Regions from separate parts of the Mus musculus genome. Here region 2 is linked to region 1. The links are chromatin contacts, called in public Micro-C maps. All regions are on one chromosome and are shown on one strand. The core of a region is the stretch at or near the end of the contact, and the rest is flanking DNA. Distances in the headings are between cores, read along the strand shown.

What was found. A called contact is a pair of places that touch in the nucleus more often than the background predicts.
Region 2: a contact with region 1 is called in a Micro-C map of embryonic stem cells, with 6 times the contacts expected there. The contact joins the promoter of Hs3st4 here to the promoter of Zkscan2 in region 1. A contact is called at or near these places in 2 of 39 promoter capture datasets (embryonic stem cells and liver), 3 of 484 Hi-C or Micro-C datasets (embryonic stem cells and nephron progenitors), 8 of 115 datasets of contacts at active chromatin or transcription factors (embryonic forebrain, embryonic stem cells, forebrain and 1 more) and 1 of 9 other capture datasets (embryonic stem cells).

Annotation. Positions count from the first base shown.
Region 1 is chr7:123,497,615-123,504,434 of GRCm38.p6, reverse strand. Zkscan2 (zinc finger with KRAB and SCAN domains 2) reads left to right here and starts at 3,809. Exons shown (of 7, transcript NM_001081329.2): 1 at 3,809-4,866; 2 at 5,663-5,849. The coding sequence starts at 4,468.
Region 2 is chr7:123,977,296-123,984,620 of GRCm38.p6, reverse strand. It overlaps Hs3st4 (heparan sulfate (glucosamine) 3-O-sulfotransferase 4), which reads right to left and starts at 1,793. Exons shown (of 2, transcript NM_001252072.2): 1 at 728-1,793. The coding sequence starts at 1,440. It overlaps Gm26974 (a long non-coding RNA gene), which reads left to right and starts at 1,167. Exons shown (of 4, transcript XR_003946874.1): 1 at 1,167-1,296; 2 at 5,100-5,167; 3 at 5,748-5,859.

The DNA of each region.
Region 1 (6,820 bases), core at 2,560-5,059:
CTTTAAATAAGAGCCATAGGTCATATTATCTATCTGCCCTAATAGTACCTCATAAAAAACTACACATTAAATTTTGTTAAATTTATATTTATTTTATATGCATGGGTGCTTTGCCTGCATGCATGTCTGTGCACCACATGAATGCCTGGTGTCCCAAAAGGTCGGAAGAGGGAGATGGATCCCCAAGAACTAGAATTAAGGATGGTTATAAGGCACTACGTGGGTGCTGTGAATTGAACTTGGGTCTTCTGGAAGAGAAGCTAGTGCTCTTAACCACAGAGCCATTGCTCCAGCACACATCAAAAAAATTTTGAGAACTACATAAGCATTTCAAGAAACAGCAGAGAGCTGAGACTATAACTCAGTGGTAGAAAAGCTGATTGGCATGCAAACGGTTCTAAATTCAAGCCCCTGTCTGTCTCTGTCCTATCTCTGTCAGTATGGAAGGAGGAAATGGTCTAACATTCCTTACTATTGTATTGCTCAATAGTCTAAGAACTATATTTATGGTGACAATTACTGTTATTAGCCAGTGAAAAGGCAATTTTTAATTTGTAAAATGAACAATTAATTACCTTTGTTTTAAAAAAATACTTGAAAATACATGTCTGAAACAGACACACAAATACACATGTGGTATTTGTCTGAGCTTGGCTATTTCTCTTATGAGAACAAAACAAAACAAAACAAAACAAAAAATTAAAGCTAACCAGTATTCCTGGGACATTTTCCAGCTTGGAATGTGGGGCTAATTTTACTTGGCACAGGCATATACAGCACTTCATGCAGCTGTTTAATGCATTTTTAATGCTCACTTTTACTGTGACCCTATATTAAATCATATTAACCAAACTAAGTTACAGTTCTTCAGACTGGAGCCAAAGGGCTGCTGGGTCAGCACCATGGACAGAGGAGAAGCAAAGGAAAGCAGGCTTGTAAACCCATTATCTGTGATGCGAAGGTCTACCAAAGCAGCAATGGGTAAAATGCTCTTCTTGGGTTCAAAGAGTAAGATGTCTGTGATCTACCCAGGAATTGAGGTCTATAATAATAATAATAATAATAATAACAACAACAACAACAACAACAACAACAATCACTCTCCAATGTCTCCAACTTACATGTATTGCCCTACATGAGGATCCACTTCTCTGTTGACAAATGTGTTCTTCTGCTCTTAAGACGAAAACGCTTGTGCTAAAGTAAACATTACCAACTCTGGGAGCCTTTGTTGCCCTTTGCAACTGTCCCTTCAAAAGAATCGTTGATGCACCTGCAGTGGGCATATTATGTTGGTGAAGTTGCTTCAAACCGGGGCCCCTGACTTTCTGAAACACATTCCGATGCTTTCACAGAACACATAAAACACTCAGGATCTGCTTCAAAATATTTCTGAATCAAAAGACTAGGTAGGGAATGGAGTAGACAGATAAGCCATGCGTTAACAGTTAAAGCTGGGAGACAGGAACATGAGCTAATTCTTTTGTAGATATTTGAAATTTTCCACTAAGATATAATTGTGTACTTCTGAAAGACCAAAACATCTAACAATCCCCACCCCTAGCAGATAATAAAAGTGAGTCCAAATGTCTTCAGCTCCAGGTAGAACTTTAAAGAAGACAGGCTGCAACTTCTCACAGCAAAGTTGAGATTTTTGTCTTACTCTGTCTAAGTGACAGAGAAGTACAGATATCTAAGAATAATGGTTTCCTTCTGAAGCAAGATCTTAAGAGAGCAATTTCTAGACCAGGAACAAATGGAAATTTGCCACGTACCTCCCTTGACAAACTCCTGTACCAAGCCCGAGACAAAAGGGAGGAGCACTTCCAAGCAGGCATGGTTACGGGTACCTATAACCCCAGAATTCCAGTAGTAGAGGCAGAAAGATTACAAGCCAAGGCCAGCTGGCTACAGAGCCAGATTATCTCAAAAATTATTTTACATCCTATTTCATATTTCATTAAGCTAACATCCTAGTGTGTAGAATGGATGTGTTTCCCAGTTATTCCAAAGTGTGATTATACCACTGCTAGCCAGCCTCCTTTAATTAGCCTGATCTGGTAAGTCTTGATCCATTTTCCCAGTCTAGCAGCAAGAGACTAGACTAATGGCTGCACCTACAAGGAGAAATAGAACCTACCATTCCCTAGTGAGTCTTAAGAAAATTACCACTCTCTGATGTCTCCAGCTTGCATTTATTGACCTGTGTGTGGATTCACTTCTCTGCTGACAAATGTGCTCTTCTGCTCTCAAGACACAAACACTGGTGCTCAAGTAAACATAATAGTTAACTAGCAACCTTTTTAAGACAGGGCCTCGTGTGCCCAGGTTGGCCTCAAAACTTGCTTTGTAGTGAAGAACAACCCTGAACTCTTGATCCTGCTGCCTCCACCACCTCCAAAGTTCTAGGATTACAAGCATGTGCCATCACACCCAGCTCCTTCTTATCTTATACTCTCCTTCACACAGTTCATGGTAAATCTCCCTAAGTCCAACAAGCCTTCAAGTTTGTGACCTTGAGCTGCTGAGATGTGCACCTGGCTTAATACCAACAAGAGGGCCATGTACATAAAAGACCCTATTCTCATCCCATGACTCCCCATCACCTTTAGCGCTTGCACCACCCTTACTGAGGTCTCAGCGCCCTAAACTCTAAAATAGAGACAACCTCATCCTCTCTATGGGATTCTTGTGAAGGCCAGTCTTTGCTCAATCCCCACTAGAGGTCTGTCTTTTGGATCTCATCCTTAGTACTACTTCTTCCAAGAAATTCACCCAGACCTCTTACCTAAACCAAATCTTGAATGTGTTTCTCTTCTTGGAAGGATTCACCCCAGGTATACAGAACTTTATTTGTAACTACTAATGATAGGAGATCTTGTTTTGCTTATCACCTACCACCATGTCTGGTAAGAAACCAGTACTCAATAATACTATCTTTAAATGCAATTAAAACAGGCTGTGTATTGGCTCCATCTCTCCCGTGGCAGATACTAACTAGATGCACCCGCGGATTATTCCGTTCTGACCTTCCTTCAGTTTATGCCGTGCCATTTATCCTTATGGTATTCTCTATGCCGCTTCGATGCTAGAACTAGCCAAATCATGGCAAAACCTTTGAGAAATAAGTCATTGGTCTGTTTTCTAATAAGCTACCTGCCTCTGAGAATAAGAGTTGTGCTGCCCACTAACGATGCCAAGAGCCTAAAACATTGTCACAAAGTAGGCACTTACAGGACAGACATTTATGAGCCAGCAGGCTCTGAGACATCTAGCTATGAAGTTTTGCAGCAGTAGGGGAATCTAGGCCCGGTCCTATTAGGTCCCAGATAGCCCGTTGGCTACTCAGACCTCAGAGCCTTGGGTAATTAAGAGATTCCCCAAAATGAAAATAAGCCTTCTCCTGACCATACATTTGAACAGAGCTAGCCACACATCCTTCCTCAGGAGTCCTGGCTCCAACCAAGGCTCCCAGACAGTAGCAATCCATGCACAGCCAGATGCTGACTGTAATCCCTCCGCCAGTTGTCACAAAGAAGTCCCTCCACCCGCAACCCCAACACACACGCGCGCACCCCTTCCACTAAAGAAATTACTCCAGCCTCCCGCAACGTCTGCCTGGCCTGAGGCAGGACGCTAGCTCGCGTCCTGCTTCACAATCTCTGGAGGAATAGGATCAGACCTCAGCGTGTCCCTCCGCCCAGAATTTCCCTTCACCCTCATTCCTAAAGTCCCTCGGCGGCAAGTCGCGGTGCTGCGCGCTCTCGCGAGATTCCTCCACGCATGCCTTCCCGCCCCCCTCCTTGCCCGCGAGGAAGCCTCGCACGGACCCCGGTCGCGAGCGGCGCATGCGTGGCCGCGGCTCCCAGCGCCCCCCGCGCTCTGCGCTGGCGGAGCTGACAGGGCAGCGCGCCAGCCGTTCGCCGCCCCCCGCGAGGCCTAGCCTCATCCCGCAGCTTCTTCCCCTCTGGCCGAGGTTCTCGGCATCCTCGTGCGGAGGAACCCCGAGCGCTGCAGGCGCCGCTGCGAGTCCGGACATTCCTGCGCTCGCGCCCCTGGTGGGCACCTGCAGCGGCCTGGACCTGGACCAGGACCCCAGGGCTGGCCGCGCCTCGCGGACACACCCCCTCCCGATCGGCGCCTCCGCCCAGCATCAGTCCCCTGGGTCCCCTTCCAGCCTAGCTTCTAACCTAAGGTCTTTCCGACCTTGCACCTTAAAGAACCTCATGGGAGGGGGCGCATCTTGATTGGATAAGAGGCCGGGTTTGCAGACTTTGGGGTGGGTGCACATTCACCCTTTCAAGAGCCTTGTACAAATTTGATTAATCAGCCTGGAGTTCCTTGTCCCAGCTAACTGCTGTCTTTTATGTCTCTACGGTCCCATATTTCCAAGGGCATTAAGTGGAGGGCACTCGGAAGCTTCTCTGGGCCCTGACTTGGAGCTAGACCTGTTGGCCCCATTGGATCATGGCTACTGTCATGAACCCTCAGATCGACGTGGAAGTTGAGGAGTGCCTCATAATGAAAGTGGAAAAGGACTCCGAGTGGGTATCGGAGCCCATTCTGGAAAGATCAGGCAGCACTGAATGTGAGTCCTTCCGTAAATGCTTCAGGCAGTTCTGTTATGAGGATGTGACAGGACCCCATGAAGCTTTCAGTAAACTCTGGGAACTCTGCTGTCGGTGGCTGAAGCCAGAAATGCGTTCCAAGGAACAGATCCTCGAGCAGCTGGTAATCGAACAGTTTCTCACCATTCTGCCTGAGAAGATTCAGACCTGGGCGCAGAAGCAATGTCCAGAAAGCGGAGAGGAGGCGGTGGCCCTAGTAGTGCATTTGGAGAAAGAGACCAGAAGACTTCGAAAGCAGGTGAGCGAGGATTTTAAAGGGATGTGGTGGGAAAGGCAGGTGGGCAGGGCTACATTTCTGGAAGAAGAGCTCATTATAGAAATAAATGGGACTTTTAAAAGATCCGGAAACCAAATTCCCCAAAAAGCAGATTTGAAATTCATACTAAATGGAGGAGAGAATTTTGGTTGAACTATGATCTTGCAAATTAAACTAAAAGTATGGTTTGTTTGTTCTAATCCTCAGTATAATGTTTCTACCAAAACGATAGAGACAGTATTAAATAGCTAATGCCTCACAGGGTTTGGTGGGAGAGGGAGATCTCATGGATCTCCAGAGCCCTCCCTAACCCTTACCATTCCAGCAGGTGTCCTGTGAAATACTCTCTGTGCCGTGCTCCTCCGCGCTCATCCAGTTTAACGGCCAGATCATCATTTTTCTATGTCCCTGCTTGCCGGTCTGTAGTTATTCTCAGCGCCCTCTTGTTAACCGTGTGAAGTCCTCAGTGTCTGACAGGTTTACAGTCTCACCTTGCACAGGGTGTGCTCAGGAGTTGATTTTGTGATTCTTCACTTCACTAGTGTTCTGATTAGTTCTCTGTGCACCTGATATATAAGAGGACTTTGTAGTAATGACCCCTCAAAAAAATACACAAATAAAGAGCGCTCTCCTTTTCCCATATTCCCAAATGACTGTGAGCCCGCTTCCGTCCGTGGAGATCCTCTCCCCCCTCAGTTCTCCTGCCCTTTAACGTCTCTGTTGGGACTGCAATTCCTTTCCTCCGATTTTCTTTGTTGATGTTGACTTTGTTTTGCAGGTCAGTAGCCCTCTGCCTTCAGAGAAGCAAGCCCCACCTAGAACTGTGTGGGAAGTAGCTGACTTTGAGCCAGAGCAACTGGAGACCCAGCACAGGGTTGTTTCTCTGGAGGAAGCTGGAAGCCTCCACTCAGGACACCAAGAACAGCTGAACCAAAAAAGGGAACATAGGCCATTACCTAAGAATGGTAAGGACTCAGAGTACACCAGGTCAGAGACCGTGTAGTTTATACTGTATCCCTAACACTATGGCTCACTCAGTAGAGGTCCCTTCAATATCCATTTGACAAGTAAATTGAATATTTGAAGTAAATTTTTCATCTATTTCAAGAATCAGAATTATTTACTACCAAAATAAAATGGGATCATAAAGATGGAAATTATGCAAACTTAGATTGTCCAGGGAAACCTTGAATCTTATTGTTATTTTAAAATGCCCATTCAATGTTCAGTTTGTGTCTTTAGTTATGCTATATGTATGTGTGCTCTTGAAAAACTATTAAGAAATGGAAACGGGGCATTTTTATTCCAAAACTTGACTCATAAGAACAGGCATCCCAGCATGATGTATGAGAGGGATAAAAGGTGAGACTCCCAAACAAGGGACAGTGTGCTGTTGTGAATAGGTGTGGTGCCCACAGACTCATGTGTTTGAATGCTTGGCCCATAGGGAGTGGCACTGTTAGGAGGTGTGGTCTTGCTGGAGGAAGTGTGCCACTGTGGGGGGCAGGCTTTGAGGTTTCCTATGCTTAAGCTACTCTCAGTGTGGCACACAGTCTCCTCACTGCCCGCAGATCAGATATAGAACTCTCTTCTCCAGCATCATGTCTGCCTGCACGCTGCCATTCTTGGTTCCATGATGATAATGGACCAAACCTCTGAAACTCTACGCCAGCCCCAATTAAATGTTTTCTTTTATAAGACTTTCCCTGCTCATGGTGTCTCTTCACAGCAGTAAAATACTAAGACAACCAGCATTCAGATCTGCCCATATGAATACAGAAAGTCAAATATGGGGGAAAGAGATGTTCTGTCCTTCCCAGTCCAGGTTCCTGTCCATCTCCTGAAGTGTGGCTTCATCCCAGGCCAGAAGCGAGTTGAGGGAGGATCCTATCTGAAGGCTTCATTCACATCGTGTCTTCCCCAAGACTATGATCTT
Region 2 (7,325 bases), core at 544-3,043, 480 kb before region 1:
TATCTGACCTGCACTTAACTTTCTCCTGCTCCTTTCCTCCCTCGCAGTTCCAACACCTGATGGTGTCCTGTCAGAAAGAGGTATATAACTCCCAGCAGAAGTAACTCCAGTCTGTCTCCAAGGATGCTCAAATTAGAAGGATCTCTGCACAGGGCACAGACATACTTATAGCACCAACTGGTATCTAGACACCTAGGCTCCTGATACTAAATCAACCCAGTGTTCATTCAGCCAAGAGGAACATAAAGTTACAGAGGTAGGAAATAGCCAAAGCGCCTACACCGTCTTTTTTTTTTTTTTTTAACTGTTCATTTTGCTCTGACCTTAAAACACTGAAGTTGGATTCCAGCCACACAAACGCTTTTGAGGGCGCTTTAGATTGATTCCTGGGGATCTCAAAGCTCGTCGTCAATTTAGCTCTCCTGTCTCATTCCTCCGCTTGTTCTCAACTAGAAGCCCAGCGCCCTGTATTGGCCTGGATTGGGAAACACCCCACAGACAGGCGGGAGAGCTGGGGATTCCCAGATTTGAAGCCTGGTAGTTCTCCAAGGCACCTGCTCCTCCCCTTTCCCAGAAATAAAGTGATCTTTTAGCTGGAGTCCTGTTCTCTCATCTGTACCGGGACTCTGCGCAAACAGGCCAGGGCTCCCACTGCCCTCCCCTGGATGCTCTGGCTATGGGCTCTCGGGACCCCTTATGCGTCTGGCACTCCGCAGCAGCCTCCTACCTGTACCATTCCAGCCCCTTCTCGTAGTTCCTGTCGAAGAAGTGCGGCTCTACGCCCACTGCCCTTACGTCCGGGTGGACTCGGATAGCCTCCAGCAGCGCGCGTGTCCCTCCTTTCTTGACCCCGATGATCAGTGCCTGGGGCAGCTTCTTCTCCCCATAATCAGGGGTGCTGGCGGGGCCCCGTTCCGCACTCCCGTTGGCCGCCCTCCGGCCTTCCAGCTCCTCGGCTGCGCCTGGCTCCTGCGCCCCGCGCCCCAACAGCGCGTCCTGCTCTGTGACCGCGTCTCCGGGGGCAGGCGGGCTCCTGGGCCAGGCGTCCCGAGCACCGCCGCCGCTCGCCAGTCCCCAGCCGTCGGCCGCAGGAGTCGTGAAGCGCTCGGGGGGCTCGGGCGGTGGCCCGCGGCTCGCGTTGTCCGGCGGCGGCGAGGAGGCGCCGGGGCGCACGCGGGGAGGCGGCAGCGAGGGAGACAGCAGGCTCGGCGGGGGCTCCGCGGCGGATCCCGGGGGCTCCTGCAGCGCCAGCGGGAACTGCAGCGAACCCGAGCCGCCCAGCAGGCTGTAGCACAGGTAGGTGACGGACAGGGACAGGGTGCACATGAAGAGCAGCTTGCGCGCCGGCGGCCCCTTAGTGGAGGCGCCGGGCAGCAGCGGCGGCGCGGCGAGCGGCGGCGGCGGCGGCGGAGGCGGAGGCGGTGCGGGCCACCGGGCCATCGCGGCTCCCGGCTCGCGGCGGCGGCGGCCCCCGGCGCTGCCCGGACATGGTTTCAGCCGCCGCCCCCGCCGCCGCCGCCGCCGCCGCCCAGCCGCCCCGGCTGCATGGAGCGACGCCGCTGCGCCCCCGGCCCTGGCTGCCGTCCCGCTGCGCCGGGGACAAGCCCGGACGCATGGCCCCCTCCCCTCGCGAGCCCCCGCCGCCCCCCTCAACCTCAGGCCAGGAGCCCGAGGGGGGCGCCTAGTCGCGGCGGCACCTGCTCCGTGCGCAGCGCCCCGCTCTCCCCGCGCTGCCGCGGCTACCGCTCCCGCAGCCCCGAGTTCCTTCCCTGCTGCTAACTTTCTGCCGGGAGAGAGGACCGGCGCCGAGGGGCGGAGGCGAGGGGGCCGGGCGCGCGCCCGCCGCCGCCCGGGGAAGGAGGGGTGCGCCTCGCGCGTGCCTGCGGAGGGGGTGCGCGAGAGCGGAGGCGTGCGCCAAGGCTGGGGCGCCCGGGAGAGCGGAGATCCCGGCCCCCGCCAGCCGCCGCCAAGCGCGCGCGGAGGACCTCGCCCCGCCCTAGCGCTGCGCTCCCACGGGAGTCGGAGGTGTCCGCGCTCGCCAGCGTTCGCTCCAGACTCTTGGAGGGAATTGTAACCCAGAGCTGGCCTGGACCGTCCTGCGCTGGAGAAGCTGAGATCCTAGCAGTGACAAGTTCCCCCAGGTCTCCTCCGATGGGACTCTGAGAAAACTCAGCCCATTTCTGACTGTCTCTTCCCTAGCTTTCTCCTGCCTTGCTTTCTGATGCAGTTCTTTCCCCACCCCAACTTCCACCTCCCCAGCCTTATCTTTGAGGCTCCTGATGGGTGGAGCTTTGACACAGACCCCAAGGTTTCCCAGACTAGAAGCTTTTGCCCCTGCCTTTTCACCCAGAGACTGTACTTTCTGCTGGGAGATGGCGCTGTCCCCTACCGGGTCCCTTTAACCACAGGTGCACCCACCTGTGCCCTGTGGGAGGCACTGCGGGCTAAGGGAGCTTGGGGTTCCCTGAGCTGACACAGACTGGGGTCCTCATCCCTCCAAACACCAAATAAGCAGAGGGATGTCTGCGTGTCACTTCACTGAATATTTTAGGTGCCTGTGCTTAGCAGAGAGATTTCCATCCCTCCTCTCACTCGGTGGTATTAAAGGCTTTGCGAGATTCTAAAGTGGACTGGTTTGTTGTAGCCTTTAGCGCAGGAGAAGGGGAAGATGGAACCTAGAACTGGGGGAGCGTCCATCTAGGGAGGCTCTCAGGAGCCCTTCTTCGTGAGTACTGGCACTGGCTCTAATGTGCTCTACCCTGCTAGGCACAGTTAGCTGGTTACCCAGACTATCAGCTTTCTCCCTCTTCTGCTGCAGAGGCTGGCTTCTCCTGTTCTATTTGATCTCATAATGGGAACAATAGTTGAAAGAAAATGTATATAATGTCTAAATATTAACAAGATACCTAGTGCCAAAGAGAGGAAAAATGTTAATCAAATATGACGAAGACCGGGGACTTTTCCCTGGGTGAACAAAAGCTCGCTGCTGCTCTCAGCTGGACATGAGTCTTCCACACCGCAGCTTCGGTTCAGATAAAGATTATTCCTTTATAATACATTTTTTATGGTACACAGGAGACTCTGAAATACGGAGTCTGGTGTCCTGTAAATCACCCCCTGTAACTAGCGATGCTTTTCTTCAACCACCACACAACTCCATTACTGTAATGTTAATGGGAAGGACCAGCTGAAGCTGACAGAAATGCCACTTCATCCAGCCCTCCTTCAACTCCAAGTGCAGCTGTCAGATAGGAAGTTCGGTGTCTGCTAATGTTGCCACTGCCTCGGGTTGGACTTCTTTTGCTAGCTAGGGCACTAGGATGCTGAAGCCAGAGCCTTGCTGCTCTTGACCCCCAGTTCTCAGACTCTCTCGGTTCTCGGCAGTCAAAACAGACCTGCCCTGTATGCAGTTCTCACTAAAGATGTGTTCTCAGACTTGGGAAACAAATTTTTTTCATAAAATGGTGTTAAAATGTAGCCCAGAAAGGGCAAGCTGATAGTAGATATCTGGCAGGCAGCAGGAAGAAGGGAAAATGTTTAAATCGACTCCAAATGGTTGAAAACTGCAGACTTTCCCTGGAGGATCAGTCTACTTACTGATTCTGAATACCCAACTCTCTTAGTTGGAGTTTCCACTGCTGTGAAGACACACCATAACCAAGGCAACTCTTACAAAGGACAACATTTAATTGGGGCTGGCTTATAGGTTCAGAGGGTCAGTCTATTATCATAAATGTGGGAGCACGGCAGCGTCCAGGCATACATAGGGCTAGAGGAGCAGAAAGTTCTACATTTTGATCCAAAGGCAGACAGAAGACTGGCTCCCACGTGGCTAGGGGGAAGGTCTTAAGGCCTACCCCCACTGAGACACACTCCCTCCAACAAGGCCACACCTACTCCAACAAGGAGACACCTCCTAATAGTACCACTCCCTGAGCCAAGCACATACAAACCACAACTAAGCCTGAAAACTCAGATCTAGAACTCAGGCCTTCCAGAAGAGCCTACAGGCTCTGTGTTTTCCCCTGTCCATCTGGGTTGTGCCTGCACATTTATGACTCTTATCTGAGAAATCTTGTCAGGAAGATTTCTCAGGATCCCTTTTCTTTCTGATACCTAAAAGAATGACATCAAAACAAACAAACAAACAATGAATGACATCTTATTGGTCAAACACCATGTCCAAGAAGTGATGGGGAAGAGGCATGCATTCTCTCTCTCTCTCTCTCTCTCTCTCTCTCTCTCTCTCTCTCTCTCTCTCTCTCTCTGTGTGTGTGTGTGTGTGTGTGTGTGTGTGTGTGTGTGTGTGTTCTGTTTCTTAGAGAGAAACTCTGTGCAATCTATACTGAGGTAGTTGCATGCTTCTCTATATAAAAGGGGTCCCTGAGAACATGTCCTTAAGAAACTTAGAATAAAAAGATGCTATGTAGAGAGAATGCCAACTCCAAGCTGCAATGCCCACTGGGTCTGGAGAGGAGAAGTAGGATTGTGTTTTGTTTCCACTGCCAACATCCGTGCTCACTCAGGCCTATCTGAGTTTTCACAGCTTTCTCCCAACGCATCTCCAGGCCTCCCAACACCTCATTTCTATTCATCCTAGGCAGCAATAGCAAGTGGATCAATGCCCCTGAGGAATGCTTCTCGCCTCTGTTAATGCCCTTTTTGGATCTTTCCCTAACTAATAAACTTCAACCTCTTTCCTTTGGAAGTCTCACCTTTCATGCACCCCACAGCCCTGCCTGATAAGTGTGGTCTCAATTTCTATGATGATACTGTATTATGCTTTTGCATCTTCAGGTGACAGAATCAAGACACACCTTACTAGTAACCTTAGTTACTAGTTAATAGCTTCCGAGCAGATTTTTTTTTTGCATACTTTCTATGTAGTTAAATAAAGAATGATAAGAGTCACCTGAATTTTTTTTTAAGGATTGAATTGAATTAGCTAACATATGCAAAAGATACCTGGCTGTGTGCCTGATGTGTGGTGGCCAGCAATAATTAGTTGGATCTAAATTTTGGCTCAGAACCTGCCTGCTTCTTTTCCTATTAAAATGTTGTCCCTGAAAAATGTATGCATGCCCTTGCTTCTATCCCAGTCCACAGAGTTCACTGAAGTGTAACTTCCTAAACTGCTGAGAACATGACAGCTGTGACTCAAAGCCTGGTGAGTAGACACTATCTCTGAGTCACTTGAACTGTGGTTTTCTGGACATTTTAAAAAGAAAAATACCAGAAGGATTTGGGGGAGGGGTAGTTGTTTAATTGAAGAGATTTTTTTTTTAAGTAAGCAGCAATAGTCAGGAGAATGTCTAATAGTCATTATTCTCCAGACACTGTCCACCCTCCTTGTGGGAACATGGAAGGGATGTGATTTTCTGGATTCCTTCCAGAACATGTGGCCATGGAATGTTCTAGCTACTGAAACACAGCCTGATCAGAAGGAAGGACATCCCTTCTAGGTAGAAGCTCAGAGACACAGTCCTATAGGCAACTGTGGAAGAAGCAGATGGAGCTCCTTCAGAAGAATACAGACCCAGTGACATGCATACAACCAAGGCATAATCCTGCATGAGTCTTAACATGAAAGACGTAGGGCTTGCTTGTTATAGCAGCACAACCCAGACTGTCTGACTGATTACAGTCCACATACTCATTTTGATTTGACTTTCATTGGCTCTAGCTCAGGAGGACTCTAGCTTGTCATACCTAGAGAAACCTGCTCATATGTGCTTATTGCCACACAGCCAAGACACAGAGCCAGCCTATATGTCCCGCAGCAGATGAAGAGATAAAGAAATCTGATGAATGAAACCACGACATTTTTCAGAAATATTGATGGAGCAGCAGGTCATCATGGTGAGTAAAATAAGCCAGAAAGATGGTATCACACCTTTCTCATCACAACCTATAGTGTGTTTGTGCAACTGCATGTGTGTGTCTCTGCACATGACATGGAAGGGGTAGGGTGTGCCAAGGACCAGTCTCAGATTGGAGAGGGCTTTGAAGAGAAGGGGTGCCTGGGAGTTGCAAAAACAATTGACTGGAAGTCAAACCGTGGGTCCCAGAGCTGGAAGTCAAACCATGGATCCCAGCTGGCGGTCTATATGCTACAGCTTTCCAGACTGGCATTTACTCTACTCAGTTCTGCTTTCTCTGGAGATCTCCAGACACAGAAACTAACTCTCTCTCTCTCTCTCTCTCTCTCTCTCTCTTCTCTCTCTCTCCCTCTCTCTCCCTCCCTCTCTCCCTCTCTCTCCCTCCCTCCCCCCTCCCTCTTCTCTCTCTCCCTCTCTCTCCCTCCCTCTCTCCCTCTCTCTCTCCCTCCCCCCTCTCCCTCTCTCTGTCTCTCTCTCTGCTCTACTCGAGAAAACTCTCCAAAGTGTTTTTTGCAATTCTAAAAAATTCTCTGGATAGCTCATCTCTTGCATACCATAAGCCAAGTCTCTTATTTTACATATCAACCCAGTCATTTACTCCAGGTTCTGTTTTGGTTATTCTATGACACAGCATCCCATGACCCAGCCCCTTGATTCTTTCTGACAAGCGGGCTCATACTGCAGCTGCTTTTGTTCTTTTTGATTCATGAAGCCATTCACACAATTCATATTGCTTCTTTATATTCTGCAGAGTTGAGAAATTATATATTTTTGACCTCATGTTTTTAGAGTTCTTTCCCACAGCCTTAAGGGCTGTCCTGAAGGTCCCAATATTTAGCATTTTGTGTGACATTAGACACACCTTCATCTCCCAGACAGTGCTATCTCTGATTATCTCAGAGTCATTGACACTGACAGGAAGGGTATTTCTTGAAGGAGGAACATAAAAATATGTACAGCATTACACAAACAAGCCTTATGCCCACAGCAGTCTTGGACCCTGTTGGCCCTGTTCCATGGGTGGGAACCATGTCCTTCCACACCTACCAAGGCCATGCTGAACCGGGCAGGGGTGTTGTCAGAAAGAGCAAAGGAATTACCAGGAAGGGCAGTTGGAGCACAAAAGAGAGTAAAACAAACTAAATATGGACAAAGGACAGATATACGTATATGAAATTTAATAGTGGATCTCATTGTTTTACACACTAAATACACACTAATAAATACAATAATAGAAATAAATAAAATAAGATAAGAATAGAACCAACAAACAAATATCAAATAAATATATGTAATAGAATAAAAGGAATAAAATTTTTAAAATTGACAAAATCCTAAGGAGCTTCATTCTTCAAATATTAGAATTCTGTTGTACAAATTTGGTTTTAAGTTTCCAAGCAATATAGAAGAACACTTTCCTCAAACACAGCACATAATGAAGATGCA